Linked DNA regions of Strix aluco: region 1 is linked to region 2. Evidence: chromatin contacts called from public Hi-C data. All regions are on one chromosome and are shown on one strand. The core of a region is the stretch at or near the end of the contact, and the rest is flanking DNA. Distances in the headings are between cores, read along the strand shown.

The links. Hi-C and Micro-C count contacts between places; a contact is called where the count stands out from the background.
Region 1: a Hi-C map of heart shows a contact between it and region 2, with 8 times the contacts expected there. The contact joins the promoter of ATOX1 here to the promoter of CCDC69 in region 2. A contact is called at or near these places in 2 of 2 Hi-C or Micro-C datasets (brain and heart).

Annotation. Positions count from the first base shown.
Region 1 is chr13:7,139,802-7,144,868 of bStrAlu1.hap1, reverse strand. ATOX1 (antioxidant 1 copper chaperone) reads left to right here and starts at 2,561. Exons shown (of 4, transcript XM_074838812.1): 1 at 2,561-2,696; 2 at 3,927-4,002. The coding sequence starts at 2,691.
Region 2 is chr13:6,978,192-6,983,286 of bStrAlu1.hap1, reverse strand. It overlaps CCDC69 (coiled-coil domain containing 69), which reads left to right and starts at 3,103. Exons shown (of 9, transcript XM_074838095.1): 1 at 3,103-3,435. The coding sequence starts at 3,388.

The sequences.
Region 1 (5,067 bases), core at 1,312-3,811, 160 kb before region 2:
TGTTCCGCGCCCGGTACCACCCCCTGCTGGAGGAAGGGGACGGCGCCCAACATGGCGGCGGGGCGCGGTGGCGGGCCGTGGTGCGGTGTGGCATGACCCTGCTGTTGCTTCCCCCAGCACGGGGGCACCCAATCCCCGGCCCCCACAGGGAAGGGCCACAGACCCAGAACAGTGAACGGGCCACGGCCTCCCCCTTGGATGGCTGCGCCTCCTCCGGCTGCTGCAGCCTGCTCTGCACCACAGGTGCTCACCCAGCCTGAGGCCAGGGCATCCATGGCCCGGCACAACTGACCCGCTCACCTGAGAGAAACCACCAGTGAGGGTGGATAAAAGGAGCTTTTCACACTAAAGGGCTCCCGTGCAGCACAGCTGCCGAGGCCACCTCCACCAGAAACAGGCAGAAGGCTGTGGTCAACATCTCCAGGCTGCCCTTCCTTCACAACTTCTGAGCAAAGCAGACAGATGGATCGTCTGCCCCGGACGAAAGATAAGCCAAGCAAGGACCTTTTCTAACCCACCTCGCAAGGCCCAAATAGTCTTGCAGAGGAGGAGAAAGGCCTCGAAGCTCACAGATTCCTCACCAGCAGCTGCAGTGAGGAGAGCAGGAGGGCAAGGGAGCAGACAGTCAGCCTGAGCCAGCCAGCTCCCAGAAGGCCATAGCTTTCCACTTGTTTGTGTCACATCCCATCCCAAATGTACCTATGACATGAAGCAGTCAGAGATATATTTCACCATGTAAAAGTGACTTCTTCCCCACCACCATGTCCCTAAAAGCTGCCTAAAACCCTCCCTGCTATGCCTTGCAGCTAGAGATACAGTCAGTGGACTGGCATGGGGCCATGCTCAGCATTAATATCCTTCCCCCCCACACACCCTGGCTATTTATAGACTAAGCCACATTGCAATCTGCCAGTTCATAAATCAGTAGCGCGGACTTTACCAAGTTTAACATGAGACCAGTGACCCAGCACAACAGCCGTCCAAAATAAACTCTGCCGGGGAGGATCCTAGACACCCCCAGAGCAGTAGGGGACAGATATTTCCTCTTTTATAAAAAGGTCAGTACAACAACAGGGTCCTATGCACATTAAAACGAATGCCCTCACGCCCTCCATGCAATAGAAACTTGCTAGAAAAGGCATTCACATCATCTTTGGCTCAGTCTTCAGGGACTCAGCCTGTTCAGCATCAACTCAGTGCGAGGGGAAGGGTTAGCCAAGGCCAGCCGACATCCCAGGATGCAGCTCCCGTTGGTGTGGTAGCAAATAACCAGAAACACCCCAGTTATTCTTTCTGCCACAGTTTCTTAACAGGGAGACGCTGAAGCCCAGCACGTGGTCAGGAAGTGTTGTCCCCCACGCAGCTCTGCCAGCTCTTCTCAGCCCTGACGTACATCACTGACTCCTTTTCTGGTTACCCGCAGCCTGCCAAAGCACCGGAGCTTCTCCCAGCCCCCACCACAGCCGCCTCCACCTTGACTCAAGTTTTTAAGAAAGAGATCCATTCTCCTTCAGAGACAAATAGCCAGGGGAAAAAAACCCCAACAAACGACCCCAAAGCAGACACGTAAACATTCTCAGGGACCCGCATCCTTTCTCTCAACCTACTCTGAAGCAGAAACCCCCCCAAACCTCTCTCGTTCAATAATCCAGTCTACCAGAGCTCTCCTAAGCGAGTAAATCTCATAACCTCAAAAGACAGAGAGGAACAAGCTTTCTGAAGCAGCCCTGCCAACCCTCGTGCCTCTTGCCCCATCTTTATGACTCTTCCCACCTTCCTCCCGCAGCCGCTTTGTCGCTGTGCCAATCCTTAGCCTGTAAAGCAGGTGGGCAGAGCACCAGGCAGGGTGCTGGCAGCTGTTAGGGAGCCACTCCAAGTACAAACTTTCTCCACCACTTTCTCCTTAACCCTTTCTGCCATCTCGTGCTTTCCGATGGCCTCACTCCCACCTCGGGCTTCATCCTAACCTGGACAGCATCATCGGTCCAGCCACAGCCCCGGCGCATCTCCTCACAAGGGGTGGCAGTACCAGAAAAACGGTTAGAGAAACAACCGCGAGAAGTGGGGCTGCGTTTCAGCAATGAATACTCCTAAGAATTAAATCGCTGTCCCCAAAAGGCTACTAAAACCAATTTGGTCAGTGTTAGGAACGGGCCAAAGAGTGTCCGGACTCCTGCATCCCACAGCCTGAGCCAGTTCACGTCAGGGCAAACAGAAGCCCCCAGCCCCAAACTCCTGCTGTGCTGAAACCGTCTCTGTGCAGCTGCCTCCGACCTCGCTGCCCTCCCTGGGCTTCTCTGCAGCGGATCCCCGTTCCTGGCCCACCGGCGACTTTGCAAAACCTTCTGAAACCCCGACGTCGGTGGAGCTACGGGGTCAGAGATGAAGGCGGCCGGAACGGTTCTGCCCGTCCGAGGTTACCGAGAGGGGCCGGCGTCCTCCCTGCCCGGGGAGGCCGGGCGGCGGCTGCCCCGCCGCTGCCCCGCTGTGCGGGAGGGGCCGAGCGCGGCTCCCCGGTGGGGCTGGGGCCGGGTGGGGCCGCCGGACTCGCCGCCGCCCCGGGGACGCTGTGCGGGGCCGGCGCTCAGGGCCCGGCGCTCCAGGCCCAGCCTCGGCCCTCAGGGGCCCGACGCGGCCCGCCCCTTCCTCCGCGCCGCGCTGAGAGCCGGGAGCCGCCGCCGCGCTCCGCCATGCCGGTGGGTGCCGGGCCCGGGGCGGGGGGGCGGGGGGGCGGGGGGCGGCGGCTCATCGCGGCCCTCGGCCGGCCCCGCACAGCGCCTGGGCCCGGGCCCGGACTGGGTCGGGCACCGGGGCCGAGCCGGGGGCCTGTGTGGGGCCGAGGGGGCCTTGGTGGGGCCGGGGGACATGGCGGGGATGGGCCCGTTGCCAGCGGAGGCGGCGGGGCAAGGAGGGCGCTGCCCGGCACCGGGAGGAGCTGGCGGCCCCCCCCCCCCCCGCAATCACCGGGGCCTGGGGGCATAGTCCGGCCTCCGGGAGGACGGGGGGGGCCCTGTGGCGGGAGCCCTCCCGTCCCAACGCCTCCTTCCCGCACACCGGCCCCCAGAGCACGCAGGGCATTTGTAAAATAAAAATCAAGAAAATGCTAATTACACTGGAAAATCCTAATGGGAACCGCCATTCCTGAACTGCTTTCCCGGGTGAATTGTGCCCGTGAGGGCTTTAGCCTCTGAGTGGTGGGGGGCAAAGGGTGGTTTTGTATAGAAAAAAGTATGGATTGTGGGTAACAGATAAAAAACAGCTTTACTTTTATTTTTTAAGGAAAATAAAAAGCATGTGCAAGAAAAGGAAGTTAGGATCCGTCTGGTGCCAAAGACTGAACACAATGATTAGTGTTACAGGCAAGCACGTTTATGTTGACCCAGTATCTCTCACAGCTCATGAAGGTAGCACTGGGGCCTGGGTGAAGCAATGAAAAACCAGCACTAATGTTCCTTAAATTTCAGTTTTGTTGATATTTTTATGAGTTTATTATGTTGGGGACCCACGGCCTTGTAGACGCAAGAAGAATAGGATGGGCAGGCACCAAAAACCTTGCAGTCTAAGTCAGGACAGCGAGTAGCTGGAGGGAGGACACTTGCTTCTCCTGGGCTTTCCAGGGTAAGTGGAGTGAGTCCAGCAGAGGCCCACAGAGATGGCAACCTGTGCTGACCCTGAAGGTGGCCCTGCTCCGAGCAGGGGCCAGACAGTCTCCAGGGGCCCCTAGGGTTATGCTGTGAGGGACACAACAAGGAAGGAGTACCGAGAGCTCTCGGTTTTGCTGAGGATCCCTTAGTGGCATGTGTGGACCTTTTGGTTGGGAAGGATTTGAACCCACCTCCCCAAGGAAAAAGGCAAGTGTGGAGGACGAGTGCTTATGGTGTGTTGCCCGCTGCACCCTCCCTGATCCCTCGTCTGCCTCTTTTCAGAAACACGAGTTCTTTGTGGACATGACCTGTGAAGGTTGCTCCAATGCGGTCACCCGTGTCCTGCACAGGCTGGGAGGTGAGTCAGTGCTGGGTGTGTGACAGCCAGCTCACCGGAGCAACGCCAGCTCCGGGGCAGGATGTCAGTGCCCTGGGATCCTCCGTTTTGCAAGGGTAGCGCTGTGGGTAAAAGCTGAAAGTGACTGGTTGGAAACCCCTGATCCCTGCTCTGCTCTGAGCCTGCTGCTTAGTAATGAGTTGCTGGTTGTTCATGACATGGAGAAATGTCAAGGGAGGGAGGAGCTGCCATGGCTGCAGGTGGCCGTGAATCACCAGGGCCGCATCCTGAACCCTCTGGGAGCCACACTGGTAGATCCCTGCTCGGGCTGCCAGAAGGAAGGGGTGTCCTGCCAGGTGCTGTTCCCAAGGAAACCCAGGGTATCTGTGGTGCTTCCCTGATGTGTCATCAGTGCCCACGTGTAGAGCTGTCACAGCGAAGAGCTGCTGAGCAGAGCGTTTGGTGGTTGCCTGTACAGCCTATTTTTAATACCACCTGGAAAATTATAACCCATGTCTCCTTTGAGCTGGGATTACCAAGGGAGAAGGAACTGACCCACACTCACCAGTTGTGAGGACCTGTCATCCTGCTCCCCTGTCCTCACCGAGTGAGAACAGCTTTCAGTCACCAAGGAGAAGGCCTTGCAACTTCTTCCAGACCCCGTTACCTGGCTGTGGTGATCCACTTTCTCTGTGTGGTTGTCAGCACCTCCACCACTCTTCAGCATGCTTGCCAGTATCAGCCTCATGTGATGACGTGGCAGAGCTCTCAAAGCTGAGACATACCTGCAAGTTTTGTGGAAATAGGTGGCTGGATAGAGACTTCATGTCCAGTTCCTTTCACTGGGCTAAGAGTGGCTCACCCTTACTAGCCACTCGGAAATCCACATGGGAAAGTGTCTTTTCCCTCCCTCCTCCTGTAAGCTGGTACCACCACTGAGGAAACCTGTCCTGACCCTGTCCTAACCCCTACGCTAACTGCCTCGTTAGTGACTATCCATGCTAAACCACGGCACAGGCTGAGCTGGTTGGAGATTATAGTGATTGGTTTAAACTCAGCTCATTCTGGTTGTTGCATGAGTGATTG
Region 2 (5,095 bases), core at 1,854-4,353:
CATGCAAAGCCCAAGTCACGAGCTCTCCGCAGATCTGGCTGAACACCTTCGATTTGCATTGAAGCAGAGCAGCCAGCGCAGATGGGTGACAGCGTTAATAACTTCCTTAGATCTCATTTACAAAAGCAAACAGATTGCAAATGATGCCTGGGCTGAGGATGCAACCACAGACCACCCTCTCTCCACTGCCTGGGCTGCCCGCTCCACCAGAACCCACTGGGCATCACCACGGGTCTGTTCATTGCCCAAAAAACCTTCCAGCAAAATCTTCTTCCTTTTTTTTTTGTTTTTTTTTCCCAGACTGTGTTTCTGTAGATAAAAGAAACAAAAAATAATTAATTACCCTACCTGTGCTCACGGGACCACCCCGCACACAGACCATGCAGGGCTGGGTCCCAGGTGGAAATCCCACACGCTGGCACCGACCTCGCCTTGTACCCACCCTGTCCTGCCCAGTCCTTACCAGCTGGAACTGGAGAGAGAGCTGAGACACTTCAACAGCTTGCATAAATACTTCTCTTATCCATAAGCTTTTGCAAACACTTTAAATGACCATCGGTACAAATTAACTCGACATTCAGCCAGCTGTTACCCCATTTACGGCAATTCAGCTGAGCATGAGATAAACCCTCCTAGGCTCGCTTTTCCAGGCAAAACCCTCGAGACTTCTCCAGCCGCTGTCGTTCCTGGGGAGAGATCGTGATAACACAGAAAAAGACATCTGGGCAAACTTCAAAACAAGCCGAAGCTGCCCCAGGTGGGTCTGCCCCACACTGCCTCCACTTTCCTGTCTCTGCACGGGCAGAAATCCCCTCGCTGCCACAGTCCCCGTGTCTCCAGCCCTCTGTGAGCAGGCTCCAGCAGCCCCAGCCCCGCGTGCTGCCCGGGTCCCCAGGCTCCTCTGGTTAGGGAGAGGGGGATGAGTTGCTGCAGTGATGAATCCCACCCCTACACCACCATGGAAAGCCCCTGCTTTGCTCGAAAACAGCAGAAGAGTTTCTGGCTGTTTAAGTTTCTGCCCTGCAAAGGGAGCATGTAGTCAGTGTATTGGGGCAGAGGAAGATGAAGCAGGGCTGAGATGGGAGATCTCTCCAGCAGGGACACATCTCGTGCAGCCTGCACAGGAAAGGTTGCAGAAACCGAGAAATTGCTAAAATCGAGCTAAAATAAGAGAGCTTTGGGGCAGTACAGGCAGGGCCTCCAGCAGGCAGCCTCGCAGATGCGCCTACAGGCTGAAGGAAGGATGTAACATGATCTGGTGTGCCCCTTCTCCGAAAGTTAGTGATTTATAGCAGTGCAGGGTTGTAGCTGCCATGGCAGAGCCCACAGCGGCCCTGCGGGGTGCAGGGCTGGGGAGCGGGGTGCTGGAGCCACTCTTGCTGCCCAACCCCATCCCCAAGCCCCAGCTCTGCCTTGCTGGCTTGATGCCTCAGCCTGATGTGACCAAACCCTCTGGTTTTTCTCCACCATTAGCAAAAGAAACCCTACCCAGAGCCCCACTTCATGGCACAGGGGCACCCCCTCAGAGCCCCGTAGTTGAAACCAGAAATTATCACAAGCACACGTGCAAACTGCTGGACCTTCGTGCACCAGCAAGACGTGATGGCAGCTGGACAGGCTCCTTGTCAGCTGCCCACACAGTTGCTTCTGCTCACAGCCACAGCCTCAGCAATGCAAATTCAGCCTGGAAATACTCATGTGCTTTTGTGCTTGCCCCTGTATGGCTTCAGTCTCGAAAGTCTGGACCAGGATTTTTAATTAACCCTGGAGAGGTGGAGACCAGCACCTTGCCCTGATGAGCTTTTTTATCCCACAGAGGATCTACTCAGCCCAAATAAGTACTCTCAGGCAGGGAAGGAGACTTGCCTCATGTATGAAGTGCTGGGAGAGATAAGAACAGACGCTGTCGGTGGTTTCCGAGCGGTGGGAGATGATGCCAGGAAGCTGCTGTGACTCACAAAACGTCATGAAGCTTAAGCAGCACCTACCCACAAGGACGCAGAGAACTGGTCCCACCATTCCCTGGGAGACTTGGGGCAGCCGTGGGCCTGCCCCTCACCTTCCCCACCCTCCTATCCAAGTGATGTTTCACAATTTCCCTGGTCCCAGGGTTACCGAGGCAGAAAAAACACCTTCAAGTCGCACGTGATGGGGTGACCACACACCTCCGCTCCCTCGCTGGCCGGGCAGGCGGTGCCGGAGCGGTGGCGAAACACCAGCGTCCTGGCAGCCCCCGAGCCGCAGGCTGCTTGGACTTGTCCCAGGGGATATTTGGAAAATGTCAGAATAGAAACTTGTTGACAAAAACTGGCAGTGTTTCCATACGGGTACGGCCTCGTGACCAGGTTGAAACACTCCTATTTCAGCAGTGCTGGGTGGCAACGGTTGATTTTTCAGGTCAGAATGTATGTTGATTTAGAAATGTCTATTATTTCAGAGCATTTTAAAAAATCATCAAAACCAAAACATTTGGAGGAACCTGCCTTTCCTCACATTAATTTTTAGACAGGACACTTTCAAATCATTGTGTTTCCCTACATCTTCAGGATCCGTTTCCAAAGTGCAGGATTTACTCCTGGAAAAGGGCACCCTGGCTCCAGGCCCAGCATTTGGGGTGTTTGGGATGCTCAAGCGGGCGGCATTGCCAGGATGCCGTCCCCCCCGACAGTATGGACCACACTGAAAGCCCCCTTCAGCCAGCACAGCTACCCCCTGCCAGAAGAAAACACCCCAAAGCCACCACTTTTACACAACTACCCCAGCACAGGCTGAAACTTCATGGGGTGATGGCAAAAGCCAGGATGGATCCTGCCTTCACTCCTCACATCCCTTCTCCCAGAGGGGCTGGGTGGGCTCACCAATGGAAGCCCCCCCAAGGCAGTCCTGCTCCAGCTGGACCCCAGCCCTGGTACCGGGGGTCCAGCTCCCCTTTCCCCCCACCCAGGATGGGGCATCCTCAGCACAGGAGACCCAAGGGACAGAGCATTCCCGGGGCTGGGGGCGTCCCACTACCCTGCCTGGGAGGAAGCGCCCAGGGCGGGGACACCCTAGGGTGGAGGGTGCCCCGGGCCGGAGCTCCCCCGCCGGGAGCCCAGGGCCAGCCCCGGGGGCGGGCAGGCTGCGGCCGGGGGCCCTGCCCGCGGCTCGGGGGTGCAGAGCACCCTCTCCTGGCGCTGCCTGCGAGCAGCTGCGGGGACTTTTTTTTTTTTTTTTTAATTTTATTTTAATTTTTTTTTTTTTTTTTTTCCCCTGACTGCCAGCTGGGGCAGCTCGTCCCGTCCCGTCCCGTCCCGTCCCGGCGGGTCCCGCCGGGCAGCGGAGGCCGTTCGCCGGGGGGGATGCAGCACCCCGCGCCCCGCGGCTGAGCGGGCTCCCGGCCGCGGCTCCATGGGCTGCACCGGCAGCGCCCTCCGGTGCTGCCCCGCCGGCGGCAAGGTAGCGGCTGCGGGGGCTTTGCTGGGCTGGGCTTGGGCTGGGCTTTGCCTGGGGTCGGGGCTCGCGTGGGGTCTGGGGTCGCGTGGGACCGAGTGTGCGTGTTGTCGGGGTTCACGTGGAGTTGGGGTTCGCAGGGGATGGGGTTCGCGTGGGGATGGGGTTTGCGTGCGGATGGGGTTCGCAGGGGATGGGGTTCGCGTAGGGATGGGGTTCGCGTGGGGATGGGGTTTGCGTGGAGCCCGGCTTGCACCACTGGGGTGGAGGTGTGCTGGGGGCACCCATCATGGATCGTCTTCCCCGCCCTGCCCCGGCTGCCCCCGGCTGCGTGGGACCCCACCAGCGTTGTGGGGGGGAGCCGGCACCGGGCACAGCGGGAGTTGGCAGCCACCTGCCCTGCTGCACCCTCCTGCACCCTCCTGCACCCTCCTGCACCCTCCTGCACCCTCCTGCACCCCTCCGGGCTCTCCCCCCACATCACAGGGAAGCCCAGACTAAAGGGGGTGCAGCATCTGGGGTGACGAAGCCTGTTGGAAATGCAGGTCCCATATAGGGCAGAGGTGGGTTCCCCCAACGAGACCTCTGCCAGCCTCCTACAGCATCCTCCCTTGTCCCAAAAGCTGGGTCCCCCCTTGTGCTGGGTCCCCCCTTTTGGCAAAGGTGACACTTCTGCTGAGGAACATTCTGAGTCCCCAACAGATGTCGGTGCATCGCTCTGCACTGAAGAGCTCTTCTGCGAGTTAAGGTCTAAAAATTATCTGCTGCTCATGATTATTATTTTTTGACGTGCTCATGCTGCCTTAGTGCCCCACCAGCGGCCTCAGGAGTTGTTTGTGAAGTCGAATGTGCTGTGCGTGCTGGTATCGGTGGGTCGGGGTTGCTGGAGGGTGGCAGGGACAGGAGGAAAGTCGGAAAGGCCCCGCAGTGCCAGCGTGTCCCCCTACACGGGTGGCTCTTTGCAGAGGCAGCTGTGGGAGCTCGGCTGCCCGGGACCACGCGGCCGAAGCACAACTCGCTGCTGGGATGTGTGGGGGGAGCCGGCGCGGAGCTTGCACAGCCCTGGAGCCAGCAAGTGCCTTTATTTACAGCACTTGAAGGCTTGGCTGCTTCTCCATATCATGGAAAAAAAAACCCCGCTTCTCTCTGTATCATAAGATCAGACACTTCTGGGCTGGTTTGTGACTCTGAGAGCTCGCACAAATGGGCGTGGGACAGGGAGAAATGGCAGCCCCAAGGCCCCAGGTGTTGAGAGTCACACGTTTACCGAAATGAGGAAATTTAAGTCAGAGTCATTTACCCACAGACGCCTCCCTTCCTGTGCTTGCCCGCTCTTGAGCTCTTCTGCTCAGCCTTGCAGCGCTGCTCACCATGATTTGTGCCCCATAAAACAGCCCTGCTGCTGTCTGTGACTGACTTGCACGTTAATTCCGAAAGCAGCACTGAAAATCCCCTTTATGGCAAAAAGGAGTAAGGGCGGGCATTGAGCCACTCCTGCCCACATTCTCATGTCCAGGCTACCAAAAGGTGGGGTGGGAGACCTTCACCCTCCCACTGCTGCTGGCTGGACTGGCAGAGATGGTCCCTTGGGGATGGGGGAGCCCTCAAACCCCAGGGGCGAGCCCAGGCAGACCCCGGGTGCACATCACAGGGCTGGGGGCTGTCA